2 separate regions of the Sus scrofa genome follow, and region 2 is linked to region 1. Evidence: chromatin contacts called from public Hi-C data. All regions are on one chromosome and are shown on one strand. The core of a region is the stretch at or near the end of the contact, and the rest is flanking DNA. Distances in the headings are between cores, read along the strand shown.

Evidence for each region. A called contact is a pair of places that touch in the nucleus more often than the background predicts.
Region 2: a Hi-C map of omental adipose tissue shows a contact between it and region 1, with 3 times the contacts expected there. The contact joins the promoter of SPOP here to the promoter of NXPH3 in region 1. A contact is called at or near these places in 1 of 5 promoter capture datasets (liver), 39 of 47 Hi-C or Micro-C datasets (adipose tissue, alveolar macrophages, blood and 18 more) and 1 of 2 datasets of contacts at active chromatin or transcription factors (skeletal muscle).

Annotation. Positions count from the first base shown.
Region 1 is chr12:25,766,586-25,770,993 of Sscrofa11.1, reverse strand. It overlaps NXPH3 (neurexophilin-3), which reads right to left and starts at 1,820. Exons shown (of 2, transcript XM_003483007.4): 1 at 1,387-1,820. The coding sequence starts at 1,440.
Region 2 is chr12:25,857,484-25,862,287 of Sscrofa11.1, reverse strand. It overlaps SPOP (speckle-type POZ protein), which reads left to right and starts at 1,659. Exons shown (of 10, transcript XM_021067137.1): 1 at 1,659-1,843.

The DNA.
Region 1 (4,408 bases), core at 571-3,070:
TTATCCGAGCCCCATCCCCACCTGGAATCTCGTGTAAAGCTCTGCAGAGCCTCCACTGGCCTCTGCGGCATCAGCCCCAGGGACAGGCAACATCTGGGGATGTTTCTTGGAGGAGCGGTGGGGAAGGCCAGCAGGACAGCCTGATGAGCTCAAACAGAGGACACAGCTCCAGAGGGCACCAGGGTTCCTGAGGACAGTCACCCGGTGTGGGTGTGCTCAGCTTTTGAAGCAAGGATTGGCCCTCTGTGTCTCGATACCAAGACCAGGGGCCCCAGCACACAGCTGAGCAGCATCTGGAATTGCTAGTGACCCTGGGGTGAGGACATAGGATGCCTACGGGCTGGGGTCTGGAGGGCTCCAAAGGGGGTTGGGGTCCTCTGGTCCCCTGTTCTGCTCTGGCCATGACCTCGGTTGTGTGCAGTGGCCCTGCCTGCCAGGATCCAAAGCCAGGGCAGAGAGACAGCAGGAGGAGAGACTCTGGGAGTTGGGCTCCCGGCGGCAGACCTCTGTGTACTTGGCCTCCTAGGGTCACAGCTGAAGGCTGGAGGATGGGGAGAAGGATTCGCCCACCCAGTGGCAAAGGGGATTATTGTTTTGAGAAGGGCAGACCCAGATGTGGGGCCGAGGCTTCTCCACGACAGGATTGCTAGGTAGCCGATTGGCGGGCGCTGGGTCGGAGGGGAGTTGAGCCCTGGGCTGGGGGGGCGGGGGTGGATTCCCCCCGTCCTGGGCCGCAGGGAAGGCGCGAGCGAGCGCACGGGGAGCCGGCTCCGGGCGCTCCGCTCAGCTACCGCGAGCGCCCGGGGCGGGAGCCGCCTGCCCAGGTCCTGTGGGGCTCGGGCTGCGCGCAGCCGGGAGCGGAGAGGAAAACAACAGGCGGGGAGGGAGGGAGGGAGGGAGCGGGAGGGAAGGCGGGAGCGAGGGACGCAGGGGCGGCCCCCCTCCTGGACAGGCTCGTGCGCTGGGGAACCCAGAGCCCGGGGTCCTCCGGGTCCCCCGAGGTCAGAGACGAGCCCACGCCCCCTGCCCTGGCAGGTCATCGGCTCCACAACCACCTCCCACTCCCCTTCCGCGGGGCCCCGGGCGCCGAAAGGGGTCGAGTAACCCTTGGCGACGGCTGCGGGCATTTTCCCTCGTGCCCGTCGCACCTCCTGCCACCAGCGGCCGAGTGGGTGGGCCAGCCCAGCACCCTCTCCCCGCCCCTATTAACCCTTTCTGTACAGTCTCCGGCCTCGGACCCGCCCTCTCCCCCAGCCTCCAGGCTACGCTTCCATCCCCGGGATGTGGGGGGGAAGGGAGAAAGTTTCCGGGCTCCGGAGCTTCCCGCGCTCTCCCCCAATTCTCCGGGCCCCCGCCCCTCCGCGCCGCTCCCCGCGGACCACTCACCAGATAGAGGCTGCCCTGCACTAGGAACACGAAGCAGCAGCGAGTCAGTTGCATCTTCGTCCTTTGCTCCCGTGCCCCTTTCTCTCCTCTTTTTCCTTTAGGGTCCCAGGCCCTTCTTCACCCCTGCTCTTTCAGGTGCGCCGTCCCATGCTCCAGTGCCCGGCCACTCGCGGCCCTCCGCGCTGCCAGCCGCCCAGGACCGACCCCGCCCCCTTCGGTCCAGCTGTGCAGCCGCAGCCCCCCCTCCCCTGGTCCAGCTGCGCGCGGCGTGGCCCCCTCGCGAGGCCCCAGATGTGCGCCCCGAGCGCCTCGAAGGGCCCCAGCTGCGCGGTGGCTCCGTCGCTCCCGATATGCCCCCTCGGTTCCAGTGGCGCGGCTCTCGCCCAGATGTGTGGGGGACCCGCGCGCGCGCTCGTCCCTGCGCTAATTCCCCAGACCAGACGGCCCCTCCCGCCCCGTCGCGGCGCGCCCCCTGGCGGAAGCCCCGGGCCGAGCCGAGCCCCGCCGCCGCTCGCCTCGCTGCGCCCCGCCAGACTGGAGCGCTCCCGGCGCCCAGGCGGCTCCGCTTCCTCGTCCCTCCCACCCGCGGCGGCGGCGGCGGCGGCGGCGGCGGCGGCGGCGGCGGCGGCAGGTACTGTGAGCCCAGCCGGTACCTCCGGAGTTAACTCCTCCCCTGCCGGCCCGCAGCCCCGGGACCTGGGAGGCCGGGGACAGACGCGGGGGCGGAGTAACGCTTGGCGAGGAAGGGAGAGGGTGGTGGCCCGGGGAAAGGCACCCTACTTTTTCCACCCCTCTGGCAAGGCGCCTGTCCCCGGGAGCGGGCATTTGGGGATCTGCTGCCAGGCCCCGAACCCCGAGAGACCTGGAATTTGGAAAGATCATTTTTTCCCAACCGTTACAAGAGCCAGAAAAGAACATTCTCCTATCCCCACAGCCCAAAGTCCAATTTTCTGCTTTTGTGCCAAGGGAAGTTCTTCTAGGTGTCTAGCCTGTAGTCCTTTTGGTATCATGTCAGTCCCTTTCCTCTTCTACTTTACTCAGAGGGGCTGAGATAACCCTCCGTGCCTGCCCCCTGCACCTCTCAGTCCAATCGCTGTGACAGGAAACTTTTGGCTGGAGCTCTGGGCTGAAAGGGCTGCGCCGGGTCAGGCTGGATTCTGAATCTGGGGTCAGGGGATAAACCTCCCCCCCGGCCCCAGAAGGCTGTACCAATGGCTGTACCTCCATTCTTTGCTACTGCCCTCCCTGGAATCCAGGGCATCACAGGTTGGGATGTGGGGCTTCTCTGCCCAGCTGAGTCTCTGTCTGTCTCTGGTCTCTGCAAGCCTCCAGGGCAAGAAGGAAGAAAAAAAGATCCTCATTTGAGATTTTCCAAGGAGGGGCTCATCCGCCATCACCTTACAGCTCTGTTTTCTGCCTGGGTTTGCAGGGCCCTTTTAGTCCTTAGAAAAACCAAAGGTCAGATCCTACCATCCCTTAGAAGCTGTGAGGGTGAGGAGGCACCCCAGCATTTGGAGTGGTTCCAGCCTGGGCTGGGCCCCGTGGGGCAGGGAGGGTGGGCACTCTGCCCTGGCCCTCGAGGCCCAGTTTGGTCTCTGGCTGCAGCCCCCAGCACGCACCCAGCCTCCTCCCCCACCATCTGCCAGGCGGGTGCGCGGGGAATGCAGATGAATCTTAATATCAGCCTGGGCCAAGTGCGATGAGGGAGACAGATTCTGCAGAACCCAGGCAGCGTCTCAGAGCCCCCTGCATTCCTCAGGCACCCTGGGTGGTACAGGATGCAGCAGCCCTTCCCCGGGGGTGGGGGTGGGAATGTGCTTGTCTAGTCAAAGACCCCCACCCCCCACCCCAAAGCCAGGGGAGGAAGGAACAGATAAATCCTTGTCTGGCCTCTGAGCCTCTGGTCCGGCTGGGAGGAGGAAGCTGTCGGCCTGAGCGTGGGCAGCTGGTTCCGGCTCTCAGCGAGGCAGAGGCGTAGCTGGGCCCACTCCCTGTCCATCTCCAGAAGGTCTTATCCCCAGGAGAGCGGTGTGACCCAGCAAAAAGAGCACAGGCTTTCGGGCCAGACAGTCCTGGATTCCACTCCAGGCCTGGCTGTGTGACCTTGGGCAGGTTGCTTTGGTTCTCTGATGCCAGTTTCCTGATCTGTAGTTGTAAGAATTAAAGGAGACAGAATGTGCAAACCGAGCACAGGCACAATGGCTGGCGGGCAGTCGTGGCGTACAATAAAGGGAAGCTCTGGCTTTTCCACTGCCCACACATTTGCTCTGGCTGCACCTCCTGCCAGGCTTGCCCTCCCTGCCCTCTCAGTCCTTCCTGCCTCTCACTTCCTTCAAATTTCCCGTCCGCATTCATCCATCAACCACGAGCCAAGCCTGTCCTCGGTGCCAGGCACCAGGCCAGGGGTTGGGACACAGAGATGAATGGGACACCCTTCCTGGCCTTGGGAATCTCACTGGCTAGCGCAGAACCAAGGCGCGAAAATCAATGATAACTCAGTGTAGTGAGTGCAATAACAGATCCCTCCCTAGATGCCAAGGATCATCGGAGCAGGGGCAGACAGGGGTGGCTTCCTGGAGGAGGTGATGCTGAAGTCACAAGAAATAAATGGTCAGAGGTCCAGGGGCTAGAACCGGAAGCAGTTTGCTGTTGCTGGAACTCAAAGGAGAGAGGAGGATGCTTGGAGCAGGAAGCTGGGACCACCTGATGGAAGGTCTTATGTGCAGGTCAAGGGGTTAGGACCTTAAAAATCCTTTGAAGAGTTTTAAGGAGGCTGGTGATTACAGTCAGATTTGTAGTGGGGGGCGGTGTTTGGTTTTTGTCTTTTTAGGGCTGCCTCTGTGGCCTATGGAAGTTCCCAGGCTAGGGATCGAATCGGAGCTACAGCTGCCAGCCTACAACACAGCCACAGCAATGAGGGGTCCGAGTGCAACCTACACCACAGGTCACAGCAACGTCAGATCCTTAACCCACTGAGCGAGGCCAGGGATTGAATCCGCATCCTCCTGGATCCTAGTTGGGT
Region 2 (4,804 bases), core at 410-2,909, 91 kb before region 1:
TCTTCCCTGCCATCCTGTGAAATCTGAAGTCAAGAGAACAGGAACTAAACAGCCTCAGTGACACTAGGAATCAGTTACTTGTAACTGGTTACTGGGTTACTCTGGGGACACTGAATTTTCCCAACGACCTAAAACTTTGCCAGCTTCGGCTGACAGTGTGAATGTTTATTGATGATGATGAGTGAATTTTTTTTTTTTTTTTTTTTTGGCTGTACCTGCGGCATGTAGAAGTTCCTGGGCCAGGGATCAAACCTGTGCCATAGCAGTGACAACACCGGATCCTTAACCCACTAGGCCACCAGGGAAACTCTGAGTGAAATTTAATTGGAAAGTTTCAAGTATCAGTCTGATAGCTTCTTATTTTAAGTGTAGGCACAGAAACTGCATCATTATTGAATTTAGGGTCTCCATTTCTTGATTGAACATTTTAGCTGAAATAGGGGTGGAGCAAGCTTTAGGAGTTTGGACTATTTCATCTGTGGTTCCTAGGACACTTTAAGCTGCGAGACTGTAGGATCTGCTTGTGTATTTGAAAATGAAGGCAGCCTGGCACTGTCATAGCCTCCCTCCCCCGTGGCTGTGCTCATGGGAGCCCAACCTTTCTTGCTGAACAGACTCACCAGCCACCTGGCGCCAGGATGCAAGTGGCAGGAGACAGTGAGCACTACTGTCTCTTGGAGACGGTCCCACAGAAGCAGAACTTCCCATAGCTGTCCCCAAGGAAGGGCCCGTACTTTGTCGCCTCATGACCCACAGGTTCATCTAGTTGCTCTTTTGGATATGACGCCTTCTCACTTATTTGCATGTGTGTCTACTTACTGCTACAGTCTCAGTTTGGAGAAGAGACAATGCCTGCCCTGGATTATTTGGCTTGATTCAGTAAGAATAATTTTTTAAAGTTTAAGCTAAAGGAAAGAATTGTAGCAAAAAAAAAAAAATCTATCCCTACTGTTTTTGCTCTAATGTAGATATGCCTTTTTTCTTCCAAGGCCAAGATGCTCTGAGACCTTTTTCTTTTACTCAACTCAGGAATCACTGATAGCCCTTGGGAGGTAGGATGTGAGCAAAGCCACTTGGGGCCCCAGGTGTCCAAGACAATAAATTGTCATTTAATCCGCTCCCTTTCAATGAAGCTTCTTGTATGTCTGCCTTCCGTCAAACGAATGGCTCTTCATGTTTGTTTCCAAATGCTACATTTTAAAAGTTGCTTAAAAGAGTCTCCATCATCCAAGTCCGGAAAATAGGTTACCGACGCACAGTTGACTAGAAAGAAATGAGGTAATGCATGTAAAAGTGGATAGGAATCCACACCCTGTCTGCAAATGTAAGTTGCTGTTGTTAAATGCCTTTATTGTTACGCCCATCCCGACTCCCTCCCTTGATGCGGCTCTATTTGGTCCTCGCACCTCCGCGAAGCCTGCCGCACCCTGCACGCGACCCTCTCCGAGTTCCCGCCTCTTTCTTCTCAGGCCCCTCCCTCCTCTCAAATCCCCAGGCCCTGGTGAGAAACTCCCCCCACCCCGAGACGCATGCGCAATAGGGAAGGTAGGCGGAGTCTTGAGACGGAGGAGGAGCAGGAGAACCCAGAGAGGGGAGGGGAGGAGAGTAGAGGGGGCGGAGGCCGCGTGGGGTGGGGCTCGGCGGGTACGCGCTCGCTGCGTCGGCGTGCTGACGCCATGACGCCCCGGCCGGTGTGTTTCGGTGTGTGTGTGTGAGTGTGCGCGCTCCGAGTGTGTGTGTGTGTGTATTTGTGTATCGGCGGTCCCGCAGGTCCCGGATGTTGCGGACAGTATGAGGCGAGCGCAGGGGGACGGGGACCAGCAGCTGTCGCCGCCGCTCTCAGGTGAGTGGGGGGAGGAGAGTCAAGGGAAAGGGTTGTCCTGTCGGAGCGGGGGTGGGGTGGGGGGGCGTCTCCCTTAAGAGGTGACTGACCCCCACTCCCCCCCTCCCCCGCGCCACACACACACTCTGCCCCATTTCCCACATTCCGGGTTACGTGGCCTGTGAATGCCAGAGCCTTATCAACCGTTCCTTCTCCTAATCCCAAGCATTCAGGAGTCACAAACGCGCCCCCTGCCTTCGGCCCCCCCATAATTTTCCCAGCCCCATCCCCCTTGCCAAATAGTGAGCTGTCGCCTGCGGCGAGATGGGTGACGGCGCATGCGCGAGTGTGAACGAGCTAGGGGTGCTTGTTCGCTGCCCTCGGGGCGCATGCGCATCGCTGTGTTGCAGGGACCTGCGGGATAAAGAGCCCCTTGACCATGCGCCTGCCTTTTTCCCAAGCAGCGGGCTAGACTTGCTGCCAGAGAGAGAGAGAGCCTGGTGCTCCTGTGCAAAAGGGATAGTTTACATGATTTGAGGGAGTAACTGACAGCACTGTTCGTATCTGGTGTTGTCTTAGAGACTCCCAGGCTACAAACGCTTCCCAGAGCCAACCTGCCCCACGCTGTCCCGTCTTTTGAACCTGTCACTGCAACTTCTTACAAAATTAACTTTTCTTTCTTCGGATACTCCCATGGTCATGCTGTATATTTAATGCAAACTTCCCCTAAATTTAGGAATCGGTGCCCCAACCCATTCAATTATTCTGGCAGGGGATTTTGGTAGCCTTTCTAAGGAGGACTAGGGTCATTAAAAAGCAAGTAAGAGAGATTTCCTTTTAGTAAAATTATTATCCTTATTGAACTAAGAAAGGTAAAGAGCAAAGAGCATAAGGCTTAAGAGTAGTAACTGTAAATCAAGACATCAGGGTTCTCTCGTCTCCAGCCCTCCTACTTTGTGTGACCTATTTGCCTCTTTTTTGGTAAAAGATCTTAGCGCTTTCGGTTTTGGCTGTACATTATTGATGCCTTGTGAACAGCCCATGAAAATAAAAGCGATCTGAAACGACTGTTGGACAATAACGTAACCCAGTGGAAGTTTTAAATTTAAGAAGCGAGAGGGATGTTTCTTTCACATTTGCAAATACAAAGAGCAATTTTAAAAAAGGAACTTTAAGGTACAATACCGTGATCCAAAACCTGGGTTTTCAATTAGCAGATTATACATGGTCCCATAATTTACTCCTGTGTTGTCACTCTTTTTGGGTAGTTGCTGCTTCTTACCTCTGCCAAGGTGAGGAAGTGATAAACTTACAAGCAAAACGTTTGCTGAATAGCATTGAAATAAATAGCTAAAATATTGCGGGGGGTGCATTTTCTGTGTTTTCCACTTATATTTGCCAACCTTGTCTCCTATCTGGATAACTAGGAATGGGACATAAGTAAGCCTTATTGTTTCTTCTTTTTCCTTTGTGTTCTTTCTTTGGTATTTTTCTCCCAAGCCTCTTTTTTGGAGGGGAGGGGGAGCAGCCGTTCTTATTCTAGGGCGTTATGTTCTTGGGCTTTAAAGTGTGTATGTATTTTTCACTTCCCGGTTTAACTCTGGCCTTTGCATGGTTCAGCTGTCTTTTGTGCTGTTTTCTGTTGCCATGGTTACAGATGGAGCCTAGAGATGATACAGAGGAAGCACAGGAATTTGGGGGGCATATATCTTCTTGTTTTCTGGGAAAGAGCTGGAGACTCATCTTTTTTTCCCTTGTGTGGAGACTGCAGGGTAGAAGTTATTGTGAGAACTTCACACTTAGGTGGGGGTGATTGATGTCCGTTTGGTACTTGGGACTTCCTCTTTTAGAGCTCTTTAAAGTGGTTCATTTGAGGCTTGGAGGTATTTAATGTTGCCTATGTCCAGACCTCCATCAGGTGGTCTGGTAAAGTCTTGAAGTAAAACTCTGGCGGTAATAAAAGTCCATTTCTCTTCTCAGTAGGCTTCTGTCATCTAGGATGCTTTGTTTTTAGCTAGAAACATTTCATCTGGTTGAATTTACTGAAGTCTCATTTTAAACTTTTATGGTATGAAGATAAGTATTCATTAAATAATTCGAGTTGGTGGAGAGCTATGTTTAAAAAAATAGCTCTTTAAAATGGGTAACACATGTACATCCATATGAAACAAAATTCAAAAGCCACGCAGAGAGAGGGGAAAAATTGTTCTCCTGCTCTCCTCCTTTCATCCATCTAGTGACCTCCCTCAAAGGAAACTTGTTTCCTGTATCTTGTTTACTTTTCCAAAGATAGTGCTTTTACAAGCATATACAACTATACATTCTTTGATGTTTTTGTTTTTATTTGTTGTTACACAAATAGTAGGATTCTATACCCATTATTCCACATTTTGCTTTTTTCATGTAATGTATCTTGCCTATCATTCCGTACAGTACGTAGAGTCCCTCTTCCTTTTTGAAAGATGGCAGTTTTTCCACTGAGTAGGGATACCGTCATTCAGCCGCCTCTTATTGGATACTTAGGTTGTTTCTAGTGCTGCAGTTAGTTCCTCATGTGAACTTTTTTTGTACATGAATATCTGTTGGATAAATTCCTAGTGAAAGGATATATGCACTTTTCTTTTCTTTTTTTTTTTTTTGTCTTTTTGCTATTTCTTGGGCCGCTCCCGAGGCATATGGAGGTTCCCAGGCTAGGGGTCGAAACGGAGCTGTAGCCACCGGCCTACACTGGAGCCACAGCAACGTGGGATCCGAGCCACATCTGCAACCCACACCACAGCTCACAGCAACGCCGGATCCTTAACCCACTGAGCAAGGCCAGGGATCGAACCTGCAACCTCATGGTTCTTAGTCAGATTTGTTAACCACTGTGCCGCAATGGGAACTCCATATATGCACTTTTAATGATAGTAGCTCTTAGTGAATAGTTTTCTGTGGAATTGTACGGATATATATCCCTGCCAACAGTGTATGAATCTGCCT